Regions from separate parts of the Mus musculus genome. Here all the other regions are linked to region 2. Evidence: chromatin contacts called from public Micro-C and promoter capture Hi-C data. All regions are on one chromosome and are shown on one strand. Each heading gives the region's core, a stretch centred on a gene start, on an enhancer-like site or on the middle of the called end of the contact. The rest is flanking DNA. Distances are from core to core; before and after follow the strand shown.

Region 1 (4,321 bases), core at 260-2,759, 7.9 Mb before region 2:
GCCTGAGTTTCAGGACAGCCAGGGCTATACAGAGAAACCCTGTCTTGAAAAACAAAAAAACAAACAAACAAACAAAAAGTTGGATCTAGGAGTCTAGCCATGGTACACACCTTTTTTGCCAGCACTTGGGAAGCAAAGCCAAGTAGATCTCTGTGGGCTGCGGGCTAGCCTGGTCTACAGAGTGAGTTGCTGTCTGGAAACCCTGTCTTGAAAAATCACCGCCCCCAACCCCCTTGCAAAAATAGTGGGCTCAAGGCTTTCAGCATAAGGTATATTACAGCTGCTCCCTTTGTATCTCACCAGGGAATAATGCTGTTCTCCTTCCTGTGGAGAACAGGAAAAACTACAATATTCCTTTTTAAGGGGCAGGTATTCCATAAACAAGATTATCCCACTCACTGTCCATTTCCTCAAAGTCCCCAGAAATAATTTGGCCTTAAAATCAAAGTCAGATTGATGAAAAGGAGAAGGCTATAGCTTTCATAAGAGGAATCAAACAAAAGAAACCTTTTTAGGTTTTGAAGAATAAAGAGCACTATACACGAAAGTGGCTTATACACACTAAAGTCAAAAAAACAACACATCACGTGAATATTTTAATAAAAATTTCATACAGGCCTATTGTCTGCTATCCAGCACTTGCAGTAATCACAGAATTTCTTTGGTTGTGACTTCCAGTAGTCGGCCCTGAAAAGATAAAAACAACTCTAAGCTTATCCAAAAATTGAAAGGAATTTTTACAGTTGTTAAAAAATGGGATATAAGGCTGTTTTCGGACTTCTGTCTTAGCAAAGCAGTTGTATTATTTATGTAAAGCTAAAGTCCGTGGAAAACTGCTCTCCGGTGAAGGTAAATCACACTGCACCGAGATGAAGAAGTCTCAAAGTATTTCTCTTTCCCGTGCCCTTCTAGCTAATTCATTCGTTCTGGGGACGCGAGGCTGGGAAAAGCCCCTGGACGTCTGAGGCCGCAGCGCCACCCCGGCCCCGGGCCCGGGCCCCGGCGGGCGGGCGGGGGCGGCACCCGAGTCCCCGGCTCCTGCCTAGAGGGCGGCCGCGTCTCCGAGAGAACCGGCCCCGCAGGTCGGGCGGCCCCGGGCGAGCGGAGGGGCGGGAGGAGGCCACTCGCGGGCGCCTGGCGGCGCAAGCCCGACCCGACCCGACCCGACTCACATGACGGCGGCAGCTCCGCGGGCAGCCCGCGATCCCGCTCACTGATGTCCGCCGGTGGCTCAAGCCAGGACCTCTCGGTCTCGGCGTCCCCCCCGGGTACGGCGTTTCCACGGGTGGACTACGGCGGCCGCGACGGCCCAACCCGCGCGCGCGGTTGTCACCGCCTCTTCCCCTCCCCCACGGGGCGGTACTCGCGGCGCCTGAGAGGTGGGGTCGGTATAAAGGGGTTGAGGTCACCCAGAAGGGACGAAAGCGCGACGGGACCGGAGCCGCGGGCCCCGAGCGTCCGACCCAGGCTCCATCCCGCGGTCCTCACGCCTCCCGGGATCCAGAACCTCCACTCCCGAGCTGGCTCGCAGCCGAGAGGCTCGATCGCCTCCCCCCAGCCCCGGCCGCACGCCGCCGTTCCCACAGCCGGCGCCGCCCTCGGCTTTGCCGGCTTGCCCGCCCGCTCTGTGACCGGGGAGCAGCCCGGGACCTGACGGCTGAGAAAGAAAGGCGCAGCCGCCCGTTCCGGGAGCGCACGGGGCGCCCGGCTTCGGCTCAGAACTTTCCAGGGGCGCGCACCGGCCCCGCTCCTCCCCCCCGCCACGCCCGCGCGCTCCGCCGGGCTCGTGCCCGCGCGTGGGGCAGCGGCCGCGGGGGCGGCTTCGGCGGCGCGAGTTGCAGCAGAGTGGCTGAGTGGTAGCGGCGCTGACGCTAGTCAGGTGGGTCACAGCAGTGCTTGTAGCAGCACTTCCCATATGGTCTAGCGGTTAGGATTCCTGGTTTTCACCCAGGCGGCCCGGGTTCGACTCCCGGTATGGGAACAGTGTCACTTTTTGCTCTAGTTGAGTTTACTTGCTTAGTGGCTCTGGCTGACTTCTGCAGCCGTGTTCGGGGTGAGTTTGGGAGCAGGCAGTGTAGTTGCTCCCGTGGATGGGAGCTTGGCTCTCGGAGGCCGGAGGAGCGCGGCGGCCGCTCTCGGGCCCGCTGCGAGAGGAGTTTCGCTTTCCCCGCGGCTGTACCCCGCCCTCAGCCCGTACTTTTCCAGGCGCTCGGGAGGTGATGATTAACTTGGGCCTCGCCTTATCTCCCCCCGCCCGGGTGCCCCCTCGGCCCACACCCTGCTCCGCCGCCCCCTTCCTACTCGGCGGGCCGGGGCGTGCCCGCTGCGCTCCAGTTACTGTCAACAGCGGCTGGAGACCACCCCGCTGCTCCCTATCGCCAGACCCCCGCCGATCCCTTGTCGCCGGCTGGGCTCTAGGACCCCCGCCGCGTGCACCCGAGCCCGGTCCACCGCTCCCCCCCCCCCCCAGCAACCCTCGCCTCAAGGCTTTTGCAGAATGTCTCTTATTTTCCTTCTAACTCCCCTTTCCTCTTCAAACACACGGCAAACTGCGGAGAAGAAAAATACCACTGGGATGAGATGTCTTGAAAGAACAGAGCCGGCTTTCCCGGAGGCTGTTTGGAGCGTCACTGATTTAAAAAAAAAAAAAAATCATGGGATGGAGGTGGAGCTTGGAAGACAGAAAATTAGCCCGGAGACTGGGGAGGGGATGTTACAACAAAGTTGCACTGTACTTTTAAATATAGAAGCCCTGTGTTTATTACAAAGAAGCGGCCCAGCTGTGTCAGCAGCCTGAGCGCCGTACACGAAACAAAAGCGTTATCATAAATGCAAGTTGAAATTAGAAAATTGGGGCAGCTGTAATGTTTAGTCTGTTGGGCCTTTGGGCACAAATAAGGAAAAACTGACTCCGGCGGATGAGTTTCTGGTCAAAACCATTACTGAGCAGAAGTTTTGGTTGTTTGTGTGTTCCCAACAATATTTTATAGCCTTAACTGGCACAGCTGAGTTTGAAAATAGCTGTTAATGTGATCTATGCGATTAGGGATTAATGAGCCTTTCCTCGTAAAAATTAAACCTAGAAAACTCCTTTAGCGAATATTTAAAACATTAACACAAGTCCTTATGCATGTCAGGTTCCCCACCCCCCACCTCCAGATGTTTTGAGGTGCCTGCTGAACAGCAGGCGCTTTAGGTAGGTGGGTAGTGGCTGGATAGAATCCCTTTGGCCTCCAGTCCTTAGCTATGGGATCGTGCGAAGGTCTTTGACCTGAGTGTAGTGGTGTCTTCTAGCTTTAGAGCCGTAAGCGTGTCACCATCATTATATTACTACGATAGTTTCTCCGTGTGGCTCGAGATAGCCTAGAACTCACTAGGAGCCGGAGCTGCTGAGGTTTATGGTCCTCCTGCTTCTGCCTCTCAGCAGTGGGCCTGAGGGTAAGGTGAGTCTGTTCAGACCTCATCTCAGTCTCACGTACCCCAGGGTAGCCTCAAAGTCTCTGCGGTGATGAAGATCTCCTTTGCTCTTGCACCTCCTGCCTCTTCAGTGCTCAGGTCACAGGCTTATGGCACCAGACTCGATTTTTTTTTTTAAGTTAATTACAATTCCTTATGTTTATGAATGTTTGCCTTCCTGTGTGCCACCTGTGTGCCTGGTGCCCAGGGAGGTCAGAACAGGCCAGATCCTGGAAATTGGAGCAATGGGTGGTTGTGGGCCTCCCTATTTGGGTGCTGGGGAATCAAGCCTTCATTTCCGCAGGAGCAACAAATGCTTCGAACCTCTCGAGCAGCCGCCTAGGTTCTCCAGAGCAGCACATTCTCCACAGAGTGTAGATAGGTTAGAACCAGGCACTTTGTTCTAGATTTGGAAGAAAGGACTCCTATCCCTGCTTTGTTTAATTTTTGCAAGTATTTGACCGGTGCTGAATAAAGCCTGTGTTATCATAGATGGAAGAGTAAGTGATCGCCGGTGGGCATACTGCATGTTTGGGGTGAGTTTAGGACAGTGGTACGGTGAGAGCATTCCTCCCCAAGATGTCCTCTGTCTAGCTCTGGGCCAGGTGGGGAACAGGCAGGCAGGGTCCGAGTTACACACAATTGTTCCTAGAGGTGGGGTGGAGATTTGGCTCAGGGAAGGGCAAGAATAGAGAGTGTTTGCCCTGCACCTTGAAGAACTGGTTGGATTTCTCCCAGTGGGGAATGTAAATCATAAAACCTGAGGTGGATGAGACTGGGACCCGGAGACTAGCAGGAAGTAGGGGTCGGTAGGCATGCGGTGCCTGGGGGGAGCTGGTGGCAGAGCAAGAAGAGAGGCAGGAAT
Region 2 (4,004 bases), core at 291-2,790:
CTTCTGAAGGTCTGAAGTTCAAATCCCAGCAACCATATGGTGGCTCACAACCACCCGTAATGAGATCTGATGCCCTCTTCTGGTGTATCTGAAGACAACTACAGTGTACTTACATATAATAAATAAATAAATCTTAAAAAAAAAAGTTATGTTTGCTATGGTCTATTTAATAACAAAGTTGGCAATTAACCTGAGCTGTCCATTTACTTTTATTTATTTTTTTCCCCCTCTGTGTTCAGGTCAGCTTGTACATATAAACACACTTGCTGCTCATGGATGATTTAAAACATTTTCTACCACTGCAAATACTAGGAAAGAAATTTATTCCAGTTTCTGAACATGCTGTACACATTTAATTATACGTAGGAGCAAATGTGTGTTCAGAAAGACATCATAGCATATTTCCCAAGGAAGGCATAGTGACTTTAGAACTGTGAACAGCTAAAGTGAGAAAATGGAGATTTCAGTTAACTTCTGGATGCTTAATACCCTTCTTTCTCTAATAAGTTGCTTTTAAGTCTCAGGAGCAGCTGCCAATTTTGCAGTCTCTCCGAAGTCTGGCTCAGTGACGGTGACAGTAAAGGTGAAGCAGCCACCGCGACGGGTTGCAGACCGAATATAAGTTATTTTTTTATTATTAGATGTTTTCTTTATTTACACTGCAAATTTTATCGACTATAAGTTCTTAAATAGCCTGTAAGTCTGCAGAATCACTGGGAAATAACTTGCCCCCGACTCTCCTCCTCCGCGCCACCGTCCCAGGAGGAGAAGGACCCAGATTCTGGAGTAAACTTTTTAGGAGCACCAACAGGCCCGCCCCGACCCAGAAACCTCTTCTCTGATTGGGCTGTGTGACTCCTGATTGCCCAATCACGATAGGAGCGTTCCGGCGCAGCTCGGTGGCGTCGCTGCGCGTGCCCAGTCGGGGACACGCCGTGCACCCCGGTCCTCCCGCGTGCGGCAAAGGGCACGGCGTAGGGCGGTGCTAGCCCGGTTAGGTGCCGGTGCCAAGGTCGCTGGGCCACGCTGGGTTAGGGCTACGCCCAGCAGGAGGGTGACAAGAAAAAAAAGTCTTGTCCCTGTTGCCCAGTTTCAAAGCCAACTCCCTTAAGTGCAGGGTTAGGGTGTCGCGCTCACCCAACTGCCTGCGGGGACCCAGAGTGGGGTGCGAGCCGCAGTCTCTGAGCCTCGGCCGACCGCAAGGCCGGGCGAATGGAGCGGGCCCTGGTGACAACAGCCAGCTCGGGTGCAGAATGGGCTGGGCTGCACCGCCCCAAACGTGGCCGTGGTAGCATCATCCCCGATGCGCCGCCGCCCGGGCCGCGGGGGTCCGTGTCCCGCCCCGTGAGGCAGCCTAGTCCCTGGGATGCGCGGCTCCCGCATGTGTGTGCAACTTAGAAAGTGACCAAGCAGCCCGGTCCCCGGCAGCAGGAGCGGCGCCAACCAGCCTAGCCTAGCGCCGTCCCCCGCGGCGCCGTGTCCGATCCCCGGCCCAGGCCGCGTTTGGCGGCTCGCCGCTCCCAGCCCGGGCCGGCCCCTGCGGCCGCTCACAAAACGCGGCGAGCGGAACCCGCACGCGGAAGCGCCCGTCTCACTGAGCATGCCCAGTGGCACAGTCGAACAGAGGAGTTTTTTTTTCTTTTTCTTTTCTTTCTTCTTTTTTTCCCCCTCTTTCTTCTTTTTCTTTTTTCTGGGTCTCCAGTAGGAGGCCCGTCCCCCACCCTCAGTTCAGACCCCCGCCGTCCCCGAGCCTGAACAGCTAACCATGGCCGAGGTGTCCGGCGCCGCGTTGTCCCAGGCGGGTTGGTAAGTGCCGCGTCGCGCCGGCCGCCCGGCCCCGGGCTCGGGTCCGGCCCCGGGGAAGGTCGGGAGAGGGGCGCCGGGGATGCGGCGAGGAAGGCGGCCACGGCCACCCGCCCCCGTCCTCTCGGGGGCCCTCGGGGCCGGCTCCGCCCCCGGCGCCACGCGGAGCTGGGCGAGCGTCCCCGCTCCCCTAGGGGCGGCGGCCTGCGACCGGGAGCGGCGCGCCGGCGGCAGCGGCGGCGGCGGCCCGCGGGGAGAGAGCGAGGCCTCGGGGCCGGGGAGCGGGCGGCGGCCAGGCCCCGAGCCGCGCCGCTCAGGAGCACCCGCGGGGCCGAGCACGGCGCGCCGCCGCCCCTGGAGGGTGTCGCTGCGGCGGACGCGGGAGGCGGCGGCCTGCGGGAAGTTGGCGGGAGCACGGAGCCCAGCCCCGCGCGGCGGCCGGAGCCGGCCCGCTGCCCTCGTTTCAAACTACCGCGCTGACCGGAGCGCCGCTGCCCTTGCTGCACGCTCAACTCGCGAAGCAGAGAATGACCGTCCCGGCTACTCGTGCCGGGGCTGCCCCGTGGAACTTTTCTGGAAAGGATGGTGTTGGTCTGATCTTTTTTTAAAAAATACTTTTCCAGCCGTGACTTTTGGGGATCTGAAAGCAATGACAAATTACTTGACATTAAGCAGTTTCTGGAATTGCAGCCACACCAGTTGTAAACATCCAGTTTAATTCAGCGTCGCTTTCCCCAGCCTGGCGTAGGTACCTTCTGGGCTGATGGGTAGGGGTGAGGATGAAATACAGATTACTCGTCCCAGCTTTCTGAAACTACACTTTAGTGAGAAGGGAGATCAAGAAAACTATCGCAGTGTTAGCAAAGCGTGAAGGACAGACCGAGCACTTGATGACTGAAGGAGAGAAGTGGGTTCTGGCAGATGGTGAAGAAAGACTTTGCAGATGTAGAGTTAGGAATGTGTTCATTTTGGAGAAAGGACACTAGATCCTAGAGGTAACTGGAAGTAGGGAGGTATTTGAGGATTAAAGCCAAGAAGGAGGAAGCCAGTGCTTAAAGGGTTGGAATTTTACTTTGATCTTAAAGTTTTGACCAATAGGGCAGAGACAAAGCAACCCTGCTGTGAATGCTTTGCTAATTGACTTGACAGGCCTTTTTTTTTTCCTGCCCTACTCACAGGTGTAAAGATGAAGGCAAAGAATTAAGTAACTTTCTCCCATGACCTGGCTAGAAAGTGGTTGAAATAAATGTTGATGTAACTAGGCTGGTTCAGTCCTGTGTACTTAGTATTTGTTTATAAAGTACAGACCTCCTCACCCCCCGCCCCCCCCCCCATTTACTGCAAATTGTAAGTTAAAAATTTCACTTTATTCAGTTTTATTTTCCTCTTTCAATGGGATGCCTCCTTTCATTTTCTTGATTTTTTTTTTTTAACAAGGCTGTCCAGAATAAGCTTAAGTCTGTCTTCATTTTAGTTTATGTAGCCCAGGCTGGCCTCGAACTCATGATGGGATTGCAGGTTTGGATCACACCAGACTTAGCATCTATTTGAGTTCTACATTACACTGAGTCTTACTCTTATAAACTAGTGATACCCCTTTATTTACACATATGGCCTTTTGCGTAAATTCTGAAACATGGCTGCATCCTATAAGAAGGTTTGTTAGTTTATTAGGATCCCAGAAGATTCTAAATTTGTTTTATCCGGACTTTTATAACTAACTCCTTAAGGGCAGAGAAGTCTATATTATTTTTCTGTGGTATCTTAGATACTTAGAAATATATTGCATCATAGGGTCTTATTCATTTGGAAGAGTTGACCTTGGAATGGCCCGGTCAGTCACAAATGCCCAGGCAGAGTCCGGTTCCTCCTTTAGTAAGATTGTTACAAATCTCCAGCAATGTTACATTTTATCATTTGCCACTTTGTACTACAAGTTAGGTTTACATATTCCTTTCTACCAATCTGTTTTGCTTCTGAAGAGTCCAGATAAAGGCTGGGATCGCTAAAGTTCTTACATCTCTAAGGTGGGTAGGAGTTTTCTAGAATCCTGACCCATGTTCACCAAAGTTTGTGCCAAGGAATGAAGGCATGGGCTCTCCTCAGTGATGTGGCTTGTACTAGGCCTTTAATTAGAGACTTAAGCATGCTCCATGAATTTCAAAGGTTTAAACAGATAAGAGTGCTGTGAAGAAAAGTTT
Region 3 (4,546 bases), core at 1,417-3,916, 7.6 Mb before region 2:
CGCTGCCAGGGAAGGTGAGCACGTCGAACATGTTGGGCCTGGGCCCAGTTCCCCTGGCGGTTTCATCCGGGGAGCCAGGGGCCGAGGCTCCGCCGCCCGCCGCCCCGGGCCGCTCTTCCCGGAGGGCCCCCCCTTTGCGCACCTCCTTCTTGCGGCGGTTGCAGGTGGTGGCGATGGCGATGATGGCTGCAAGCAGCAGCGTGCAGCTCCCGGCTAACACGATGATGACGATCAGCGGCGTGTCCCACTGCAGCGAAGGCCCCGACGGCGCGAGGCGAGAGCCGGGTGGCCGGGAGTGCTCTGGGCTCCCGGAGCTGGCAGGCACAGCTGACCCGCCCCCGGCTGTTACCACGAAACTGACGGTTGCAGTGGTGGTGAGAGGGGGACGGCCGCCGTCGGATATGACCAGCAGGGCCTTGAACACGCGGCCAGGAGGCTCCTGCGAGAGGTCTCCAGTAAGCATGATCTCCCCCGTGTGGCGGCCTATGGAGAAGGCCTCGCGTGGCTCCTGCTGCAGCAGATCAAAGGCCAGTTCCCCGTTGGCTCCTTCGTCAGCATCCCGGGCCTGGATGCGCGCCACAGCTGTGTCCTTGGTGGAACGTCCAGGGACCGCTACTTCTAGGGAGCCATTAGCCGGCGCCGGATGCACAAGGATCGGAGAATGATCATTCTGGTCCAGCACCCGCACTTGCACCAGAGCATTGCTGGAAAGCTGAGGGGAACCGCCGTCGCTGGCCTGGACACGCACGTCAAGCTGGCGCAGAGTCTCATAGTCAAAACTACGGAGAGCGTAGATGGCTCCGGTAGCCGGGTCTACTGAGACGTAAGTGGACACGGCTTCCCCAGAGCGGCCCACTTCGGCCTCTACCAGGCGGTAGGTGACTTGACCGTTGCGACCCACGTCAGGGTCGCGGGCTGCCACTGTGGCCAGGTAGGCGCCTGGAGGGTTGTTTTCGCGGACCGACACCTCATAGACTGGCTTGGTGAAGATCGGTGCGTTGTCGTTCTCGTCCCCCACTCGCACGGTGTAGGGCCTGACGGTGCGAAGAGGGGGTGTGCCACGGTCTTCGGCCACCAGCGTCAGGTTGTACTCCGCGATGCGCTCCCGGTCCAGAGATGCAGCGGTCACCACCAGGTAGCTGCCAGCATAGGCCGGCTGCAGCCTAAAGTGCTCGTGCCCGTAGAGGGCGCAGCGCACCTGCCCGTTGGCGCCCGAGTCCCTGTCCGAGGTGCTGACCAGCGCCACTAGACTCTCGCGCGCCGCCCCCTCTGGCACCAGCGAGGTGATACCGGCTTCCTGTGTCCCGGACCCAGTCGACGAGGCCGCGTCCGCTCCTCCGAGTGCGGCGGCAGCGGCGGCGGCGGCGAAGGGCGAGGTGGCTGGAGCCCCCGGGGCGGCCAGAGGAGTGATAGAAATTTCAGGAGCGTTGTCGTTGACGTCTCGGATGCGCACGATAACCTTGCAGGTGGCTGTCCGGGGCCCTGGACCTCGGTCTTGAGCCCGCACGTCCAGCTCGTAGGTGTCCTGGCGCTCGTAGTCCACCTGCCCAGCCAAGGTGAGGCGGCCAGAGCGCGGGTCGAGCCGGAAGAGGTGGCGGGCTTCGGGAGGGGTGCGGGCGCCGAAGGTGAACACAACGTCGCCGTTGGGACCTTCGTCGGGATCGGCAGCGTCCAGGTCGAGCAGCAGCGATCCCACAGGTGCGTCCTCGGCCAATTCCACCTCTGCCACGGCACCCTGTGGGAAGGCCGGGCTGTGGTCATTGGCATCTAGCACACGCACGCTGAGGGCTGCTGTGGCGGAACGCGGCGGTCGCCCGCCATCCTGAGCCACCAGCTCCAGGCTGTAGGAGGCCTGGCTCTCGCGGTCCAACTCCTGTAGCAGCACCAGGTCCGCACACTGGGCACCGTCCGCGCGCGTCTGCAGCTCCACGCGGAAGGGGCTGTGAGGCTCGGCTAGGCGTACACTCTGCAGCCCGTTGGCACCCACGTCCTCGTCCACGGGCACCTCCAGGGGGATGCGTGTGCCTACCGGAGCGCTCTCTGAGACCTCCACCGGGATCTGGGCTCGGGGAAAGCGGGGCGCGTGGTCGTTTACATCCCTCACCTCCACCTCCACGTGCACCAGGCGGAACTGTTCCTGCGAGAAGCTGACAACATCGAAGGCCAGCACGCACTGTGGGGACGGGCCACACAGACGCTCACGGTCCAGGCCCGCATCCCCGACGGTCAGCTGCCCGTCGCCCTCGCGTACCCGGAGCAGAGAGCTGTTGAATTGCTTCATCAGGCGGAAGCTTGTGTCTCCAGACACTTTCATGTGCAGGTCTTCTGCAAGGGTTCCGATGACTGTGCCAGGGGCATCCTCTTCGAACGTGCTGTATCGGACTGTCTTGCTCTGGGCCACTGAGAGCACCCAGCAGAGACTAAATAGCTGCAAGGGGAAAAGGCAAGGGCTGCCCCAGCGCTTCGCAGGACTCATATCGCCAATCCCCAACTGCTATTCCGAAAGGCTAACCTAAAGAGTCTTCCCCGGCGTGCAGATCGGAGCGTGAGTCCCAGGCTCTGCGAGCCCCGTGCGGGAAAAGCTGCAGCTCCGGCTCGGGCTGGCTCGGAGGACGCGCAGACCCACCCTCACTCGGCGCCTCCGCCTCCTTTCCCTGGGCTGGAGCTGCGCTGGCGAGCGCCGCCTCCGTCTTTATAGCTGCCGATATGCAAATCACTGGAAGGGGCCAGCCAATGGTCGCTTAGCCACAGCGCCGCTCCTCCGCCAACCACCGACAATCCCTTTAATGTGGAAAGGCTTAGAGGAGAAAACAGGGAAGGAAAATGAGGGAATCTTTCCTTTGTTTTAAAAACTCCTGCTCCCATTTTCTGTTAGCACCTTGCTTGCAATGAGTTAGCACTGGGCTCTGAAGTAAACGAAGCTGATGATTTTTGGAAATTGGGTGCCAGGCACCCGGTCTCTTCTGCCCGCCGCTGCGGGTACTAAGCCCGAACAAGCTGGGTTTCTCTTCAGAAGCTCCGGGTCTCACATCCTACCCCCCATCCGCCCCTTTATTTTGCATTTTAAAGGCTTCAAAACTTGCTCTGGGGAGCGAGGCTCTCTGTTCGCCTCCTCCCTCAGCTTCCCACCGGTGTGGGGAATAACCTGTCGATGAAGAAGAGTGAAGGGTAGAGCAAAACTGATTTTATTCACATTTGTGTACGCAATTGTGTTTTGCTCGTGTGAGCACCGGTGCCACTTGCCTTTCAGAAAAGAGCCCTGCGATACACGTTAGTATGCATGTCACTGTTCAAATGGCTTCCTTAAGCCCTAGGTGCTAGCAGGCAAGGAAAAATAAAGTTCCAAATAGGATTTAGCATAAGCTTGAGGAGATTTGGAAAGGTTTCAAAGATCAGACTGTATCAAAGGCTTATGAAGCCCTCGTTAGTAGTGGAAATAGAATGGCGTGGCAGGCGATCCCATTGGAGGCCCCGATGTCTGTATTATTTCACTATGACAAGCTAGAGGGGGAGAGAAAGTTGAACAGTTTCCACAGTAGAGTTGGGCTAACTTGAATATAATGAGCAAACGCCACATGTCTCCATTATGCCTCTCTATTCACCCTCAATCCGTGCCATAACTCTCAGGCTAAACGGTGATGGGCGCTGAATCCCACACAATACCGGGTTCCTACTAAAGTGCATTTAGAGATCGTTTTCCTCCTGATGCCTTGTTCCGCCTATTTAGAGGATTTGCTTTCTGTTCTAATAGGGCCTCTCTGGAAGCAACACTCGCCCTGTTCCAGAAGAACAAAATCACAGCGTGACGTTGAAACCTGGCAGGAACCTGGGGTAACTTAGCCATCTGCCTATGAAACCGTAGAACTTCAGCATTACCACTTTCCCTGGCTGGGGTCCTCGAGATGCCTCCGTAGGTATCCAGGTATCTCCACTCCCGGAGCTGAAGGACAGGTTGTGCCAACCTGGAACAAGACTGATTCTTATTGATTCTTACCGAAGGACTCTATTGAACAGGCGATGTAAATACACAGGAAGAAGGGAGAGTTACAAACACAAGTCACACACTTGGAGAAATAAAGACAATGAGTTTGCTAAGCATGTTGCATTGGGCCTCTATTCTTCGGAATCTGGACCATGTTCCTTCTGTAAGGGCCTTTTGCAGGTCTCTTCCCTTCAGACTCATTTGGACCGCTTTCAGAAGAGGAGCAGGGGTTTGCCCCGAGTAGGGAGAATACCTGAGAGGTAGGACTGGGTGGACAGTGCACTGGAGGGGATAGGGGATGTTTGGGATTGCAGGAAATGCATTCTGAGCCATTAAATAAAAATCTTTATGGGGTTGAGGAGGGGCAGTGGGTAGTTTGGGGGCTCCCTTCATCTTTTCCACCTTCCAGTGCTGGTATTTGCAGGCAGTGAGGCCAGATGTCTGAAGCCACTGAGACATTAGAAAGGCAACACTCCTACAGAACCTTAATTTCTATTCTCCCTGTCTCTCTGTCTTTCTCTCTCTCCGTCTCTCTCTCTGTCTCTGTCTCTCTCTGTCTCTCTC

Evidence for each region. Promoter capture Hi-C pulls out the DNA fragments that hold promoters and counts their contacts. A called contact is a pair of places that touch in the nucleus more often than the background predicts.
Region 1: a contact with region 2 is called in a promoter capture Hi-C map of cranial neural crest. The contact joins the promoter of Wbp4 here to the promoter of Tdrd3 in region 2.
Region 3: a contact with region 2 is called in a Micro-C map of embryonic stem cells, with 9 times the contacts expected there. The contact joins the promoter of Pcdh8 here to the promoter of Tdrd3 in region 2. A contact is called at or near these places in 1 of 39 promoter capture datasets (cranial neural crest) and 1 of 484 Hi-C or Micro-C datasets (embryonic stem cells).

Annotation. Positions count from the first base shown.
Region 1 is chr14:79,479,759-79,484,079 of GRCm38.p6, forward strand. It overlaps Wbp4 (WW domain binding protein 4), which reads right to left and starts at 1,510. Exons shown (of 10, transcript NM_018765.3): 1 at 1,173-1,510; 2 at 615-687. The coding sequence starts at 1,174. It overlaps Elf1 (E74-like factor 1), which reads left to right and starts at 1,436. Exons shown (of 9, transcript NM_007920.4): 1 at 1,436-1,879. It overlaps n-TEttc4 (a tRNA gene), which reads left to right and starts at 1,910; the gene lies at 1,910-1,981.
Region 2 is chr14:87,415,043-87,419,046 of GRCm38.p6, forward strand. It overlaps Tdrd3 (tudor domain containing 3), which reads left to right and starts at 1,541. Exons shown (of 14, transcript NM_172605.3): 1 at 1,541-1,806. The coding sequence starts at 1,766.
Region 3 is chr14:79,768,646-79,773,191 of GRCm38.p6, forward strand. Pcdh8 (protocadherin 8) reads right to left here and starts at 2,667. Exons shown (of 3, transcript NM_021543.4): 1 at 1-2,667. The coding sequence starts at 2,476. It overlaps Gm9748 (predicted gene 9748), which reads left to right and starts at 1,263. Exons shown (of 2, transcript NR_154550.1): 1 at 1,263-1,556; 2 at 3,752-4,097.